Regions from separate parts of the Triticum aestivum genome. Here region 2 is linked to region 1. The links are chromatin contacts, called in public HiCAR-type maps. All regions are on one chromosome and are shown on one strand. Each heading gives the region's core, a stretch centred on a gene start, on an enhancer-like site or on the middle of the called end of the contact. The rest is flanking DNA. Distances are from core to core; before and after follow the strand shown.

Region 1 (3,426 bases), core at 515-3,014:
ACATATCATAGATGAAAGCTTTAAGAAAAACAAAACTCAAACAAGAGACTAAAATTGCAGGTGACCGAAGATATTGATCCCACCACATCAGCAGCTAAAACAAATTCAAGAAACATACCACAATAATGAAGGAGAATGGAAAGAACCAGACGACTCGCATGTACAAGACGGAGACAATGGATTCCTCGACGAAGAAGACATTACGAGGTTCCTACAAAAAGAAAGAAAAATAAAATAACTTATACTGAAAATGACGGAGAAAATGGACTCACATGAACAAGATGAAAAAGTCGTTGAAAAAGACTAATAACTTATACTGAAAAAAAAGAAAATAACTTGAGAAGTGCAAGCAAAAAAGAAATGATAATAACTAACATCAAAAGTACAGAACTACATAGTCAAAAAATACTATGGGAAATGTTTACATGCAAGGAAAAAAAATCACGGAGCATTTTACTCGGATATAACTTTAGGTACGATCAAGGAGGACTAACCACATTCCTTCTCCCAGCAGATGATAATTTCCTATTCAAGCATTTTACTTTCTGAAAAAACAAAAAGACACTGGTCAACCTAAAAAAAAGAAAATAACCAAAAACAAAATCAACTACTACAAAGAAAGAAAAACACACTTGATTCATATAGAACTTCAAAAGAGCTTTGTCAAAACCTCCTTCATCACCAGAAAGTTCAGTGCTAGATACATCCATTCGAGTGTAAAATAGCAAATCCGTAAATCTAAACCTGATAATTACATATCTAAAGCATGAACATTTCACTACAAAAAAGGCGCAAAAAATACATTATAAATACATAAACTAAGCAAGACGATTACAGTATAAAACTAGGGGTGCACTGAGAGCCATAAATTCAGGAATTACATAACTGAATCAAGAAAATACACTGTAAAAATTGGGGGGGGGGGGGGGGGGGGGGGATACACTGCAAAGTACACATAGAAACTATGGGAATTCTTGGGAAAATTACAATGTAAACAGGACACAATTGAGAAATAGAAGACATAAGAGAGCAGGACACATCTGTCCAGAATAAGCTACACCACCGCATCTACAACTACATCAGAGACATTTGTGGTGATTGCATCCGCGGAATCACGCACCTACATGGGGGTCACATGTACATAATCCCCCCAACTACAACAAACCGTGGATAGGAGACAGGAAAACATCCACCGCATCTACAACTACATCAGCGGCGCGGGGAGGGGGGGGGGGGGGGGGGGGGGGGGGGGGGGCGCACAAATTACGCACCTCCATCTCCAGCAGGGATTCAACCATAAAAATCATGCATCTACAACTACAAACAGGTGCTTGGGGAGACACACAAATCACGCATCTCCATCTCCGGCAGGGAGTCAACAAAATCATGCATCTACAACTACAAGCAGGTGCTCCGGGACACACACAAATCAGGCATCTTCACCTTCAGCAGGGAGTCAACAACATCATGCATCTAAAACTACAACAGCGCGTGCGACGGCAGGGACGACATGAACTCACCTGATCTGGAACCAAACACAAGCAAAAAGCACACGGCAGAGAGCGGAAGAGAGGAACAACCAACCGCGACACCGGGGATCGAAGAGAAAGGGAACCGCAATCAAAATCAAGCGGCGAGAATCGCCATGCACGGAGAGAAATCGCCTGCTGTGCTGCGCCGCTCGAGCTCGGCCTCAACCTTATCGAAACAGAGCGTCCAGAATGGGGAAAGTGGAAAAGACACGCACTCCCAAATTCAAACAAGACAAAAACCAAACAGACCCGGGCCGGCGATAACGGGCGGACAGAAAACCGTGCACGACAAAAAAAGCGGACCCGGAAACGAGCCCGAACAAAAACCAAAACCAGCATGAATCTCCGTGCAAAAACGGACGGACAACAATTCGAATGACGACGAATTGCAAAACACTCAGCTGTAAAATAGCAAATCCGTTGTTTTATGGTGGCCATTATAACTTTTGTGAGTTTTTGTTGTTCGCCCGTTGCAACGTACGGGCACTTTTACTAGTTGCTACCTATATAGCCATCTGATGTGCTAGCCAATCTCGTTTCTTTTGTCTCGTAATTTTTTTCTTACCTATTTTTTGCTGGGCTATACTATATGTATACTACATCATGGGCCCTCCCGGCCTGGCCCCTGGGCCGTCGCCCCTCCGGGCCATACACCAAGGCCGGCCCTGAGTATAAATTAGATCAACCCGTGCATGGACAGCCCGGCCCGGAGGCCCGAGCTTGAAAGCCCAGCATCCAAGCTGGGCCTGGGCTCTATTTTCTAGCCCGAAGACCAGAAAAAGCCCAAAATGACCATAAATCTATATTTTATTTGAAATAAGGTATAGTTTATTATTTTAATACCTTAAATATTATTACTTTAAATAAAAAAATGTCACTGTTCATGTGCTTCAGGCCGGGCCAGGCCAGGCCCGGGCTTGGGGTTTTTTGCTTTGGGCTTTTACAAGCCCGGCCTAAAACCCGGACCCTCCTGAGGAATGATCCGATTTAGTATAAAGCGTGTCTGTTCTAGCGTGTTCCTCTGCTGTTAGGCCAAATCCTAAACCAGTAGGGAAGAATCTGCCCGTTCATGGGGACCAACAACAACAAAATATTTTGTTTAAGTAAACCAAGAACGAAAGTAAAAAATCACTCGTGGAAAGAAGCACTACCGCTAGTCATTTAATCATGGTGCCATTGAGACGAGACAAATCGATTTTTACGATCTTTATGAGCTGCAAAGTTGGAGGCTACAGTCTGTTTCTTTCTGCAACGATGCAATGATGCGGGAGCCGTGCTGACCGGTGAAGTGGTGAGTGACCATCGCTTGTTGACCGTTCCCATTGCTCGTCACAAAGTTTGACTCTTCTACATGGAGTACGAGCATCCAACGTTCCATGTAGCATGAGCGCCCAACGTCGATATCCAATATTTGAACAGGTGAATACCAAATTTTGGCAGCCTAAAAAATTGCTTTCCGCTGCTGCATATTTGCAGCACTTGAAGTGGCTGCAGCAAAAACAGAGCCGCGCCACGCGATCCCTCAACCCCCCACGGAAGTTTCCCTGTGCGCAGCCACTTTGTAGCCAGTCGGCGCATCCCCCCCCCCCCCCCCCCCCCCCCCCCCCCAAAAACCACTAAAATCCCCAGTGTCAATCTCCGCACTGACCTTCGTTGCCCACCAAATCCGGGTTGATTCCCGCAACGGCCTCCCAATTTAGCCGCCAATCTATCAATTTCGATCGGTGCTCCACTGTGATTTGCCTGCAATTGGCATCAACTGCACTGCCGCCCCAACACGAGTGCCATGTCATACCTCAGCGTTCGACTCCGTGCGTGGGGCCACTTCGTCATGGATATCACATGTGAAGGCGAGTGGAAGTGGCTCGACACTTTTGAGATGTCAAAGCTTTGC
Region 2 (3,137 bases), core at 305-2,804, 310 kb after region 1:
TCGTTTCCAAATCTTTGCCAGCACAAAAACTCCTCACTTACATTATCTATCTCAACCTTGCTCCGCAGCCGATATCTACAAAATGGATTGCCAGGACTCAAGACATTTGAACTGGAGAAAGTTTACGCATGCGGAAAGCAATAACAAAACGATACAAAAATCATTAAAATTCTCATATACTCCTACTAGACTACTAGAGCTCAACACAACAACAACCTAGCAGCTACCTATAATTCGTGCAAGGAAAGCTACTCCATAGCCCATACGATGATTTCCTACTTGAGACTAGACATTCCCAGTAGGTCCACAATCCTACTTGACACTAAAGCATTCACAACAGTGGGCCAATGACGTTCTTCAGTTGCAATTTTCAGTCTTAGCACCTGAAATTTCCAAACTCCTGTAAGAGTCAGAACTCCAAACATACTGCACTGAAGTGTCCAGCAGAACTGAGAAAATAGCCATCTGCTCGTCAAGTCATTAACTACCCAAGCAAACAGGCGAAAATCACTCAGCCCTGCCTTGACTCCAGAAACTCCATTCCTCACAGTGATTGCCCCATCAGTTGATTAGCTCGTAAATTTCTTCCCAAATTAACGCTGCTTTCCATCGCAGACCGATTACGATCCCTAGTTGAGACCAAAACATGCTCCAACTTCCCAATTGCGAGCCAACTGATCCAAATTTAAGGTTATCGGCAATGAAACTTCAAAATTTATGACTCTCAGTTATGGCACTAAAATGTCCAACCGTAATGGGCACACAATCGATCATCTGCAAATTGTAACCTGACTACCCAAGGAAACAGCTAATCAACCAGCAACTGCTTTGATTACGGAAGCTCCATCTCCTAAAGTGGTTGGTTAACGGTTTCCCCCATGGGTTAATTAGCTCGTACAGCACTGTTCACTTCCCGAAACTAATCTTGCTTTTCCGGTCGCAGTTCAACCACAGACAGAGTAATGACTGCAACTGCAAACCCCGTTAACAAGTCAGCCGCGCGAATCCTCACCTCTTGAAGCAGGCGAGCAGCTCGTCGACCTCGGCGGCGTCCACATCCGCGAGCACCTCCCCGCCATCACCCTCCCCATCCTCCCCGCCGGGCCGCTCCCCGGTCTGGGGCGCGGCCCCGGTGCGGTCGAGCATCTGGGAGCGCGGGGCGGGGCGGTAGAGGAAGAGGTCGTAGAGGAACCGGCCCTGCGGCGTGAGCAGCGCGGCGTACTGCGGCGGCGGCGCCCGCGCGGGCAGGTTGGGCGTGGGCGCGTACCTCTGCGGCTGGGACGACGAGGCGTGGGAGAGGAGGACGTCGTTGGTGAGGAGCGAGTTGAGGAAGCGCGCCGCCTCGGGGCCCCGGAAGCGGACCACGGCGCGCGACGCCAGGCGGCTCGCCAGCACGCCCGGGTCCGCCGGCGGGCCCGTGTGGAGCAGGCGGCGGGCGCCCGGACCGTAGCGCGCCAGGCGGCGGGCGAGCGGCAGCATGGGGAGGGAGGAGCTGGAGACGGGGACGGGGGTTTTGCGGTCGGGGTTTGGGGCGAATCTGGGGTGGGGATGGGGAGGTCGGGTCACGGCGTTTTCCGGGGGGTGGAAGCGGCGGCGGCGGTGGAGGTGGGGTGGGGGGGACGCGTGGGGAGGGACGTGGCGGGAGCGCGAGCCGGTGCGTGCGTGTGCTCGGGTCGCGTGGGCCGTGGAGATGTGTAGACGAGGGGTGTCGTGTGGTTACCTCTGCGGTGACTCGTGTGGCCGGCACGGTTAAAATAAAAAAAATTAAACATTAGTAAAGAGACAAGGGCTCATACAGACGCGCACACACTCGCCCTATGAGCACACCCGCACGTCCTAACCATATGAGCATCTCCGACGGACTGAGCCGACATATTATCTTATAAAGTTACCGTAGGCGCCCCGTCGTCGACGGAAACGTCTTCTCCCACTGAAAGTGTATTATCGAAAATTCTGAAATAAATCCAGGATAAATGCGAGCACCGCGATTTAAACCCTGGTGGGCTGATGGGCACGGTTAGAATACTTGTGAGTACTCCTTCTAAACTAATGTTCACATCTAATCTAAACGATCTTATATTAGTTTATAGAGGAAGTATTTTTTTTCTTAACGCAGTACATATACATACATGCACATGCACTTGCCCTCACGTTCCAGTTGGCTCATCGCTACAATCGGCCAAACCGTCATCCCTCCTACCTACGGCCGTTCATTGTCCCTCGCAAAAACCAAGCATTTTCTTTTGCGGAACTAGTCATCCCTCTACCACCACCACCCCCATACACAAATGTTTATCCCCATTGATTTATCCGCTAACTGGACATCGTCCCTCGCTATCTGTGACTGGGTGTCATCGCCAAACCCATTCCTCACTTTGCCCTCTCCTTGTCGCTCCCCACTGACTCGTTAGCTACAATTAGCCAAACTGTTGTCATCCGCTACTCGAGGCCGGTTGTTGCCATCCCAACCCCTCAACTAAGCAATCTTTCGTCGACCTAGTCATCGCTCTATGCCCCATCCCTCCCCTTGGCCCTTCATCCCCATAGATTTATCTACTACCTAACCATCGTCCCTCGCTACCTGCGACCGGCTATCATCGCCCCAAGCCTCCCAACTAAAAAATATTTTCCACTAACCCAGCCATCCCTCACTCCCCCTCCCCCATGCCCCCTACTGACTCATTCTCTACAATCGGCCGAACCACTGTCCCTCGTTGCCTGCAATCGGTCATTGCCGTCCTAATCCCTCAGTCAAGCACTCTATCTCGCGGACCTACTCATCAGTGGTGGAGCTAGTAGAGAACGGCAGGGGAGGGGCAGAGCAGAAAATATGATTGTTTGGGGGGGAGGCGGGGGGGGGGGCTAATGACTATTTCTTTCTTCAATCATAGCCCCTAGAAAAAAAAAAGTCTTCAGTGTTTTCTCTGATCATGGGGGGCATGCCCCCCCCCCCCCCCCCCCCCCCCCCCCCGCGCCCCCGAAATGCACATAACTCCGCCATTGCTACTCATCCCTCTATCCCACCTCCCCCTGAATTTCATCCCCATTGATTGATCCACTGCCTAACCAGTGTCCCTCGCTACCTGTGACCGGTTGTCATCACCCAAGCCCCCCAACCAAGTAGTCTTTTTCGTCGC

Evidence for each region. HiCAR-type assays count read pairs that join an accessible place to other places.
Region 2: a contact with region 1 is called in a HiCAR-type map of leaf, with 3 times the contacts expected there. The contact joins the promoter of LOC123167415 here to the promoter of LOC123167972 in region 1. A contact is called at or near these places in 1 of 5 Hi-C or Micro-C datasets (leaf) and 1 of 1 datasets of contacts at active chromatin or transcription factors (leaf).

What each region holds. Positions count from the first base shown.
Region 1 is chr7D:40,598,553-40,601,978 of IWGSC CS RefSeq v2.1, forward strand. It overlaps LOC123167972, which reads right to left and starts at 1,765. Exons shown (of 5, transcript XR_006484170.1): 1 at 1,585-1,765; 2 at 495-545; 3 at 119-211.
Region 2 is chr7D:40,911,980-40,915,116 of IWGSC CS RefSeq v2.1, forward strand. It overlaps LOC123167415 (putative transferase At4g12130, mitochondrial), which reads right to left and starts at 1,555. Exons shown (of 5, transcript XM_044585252.1): 1 at 1,013-1,555; 2 at 1-75. The coding sequence starts at 1,479.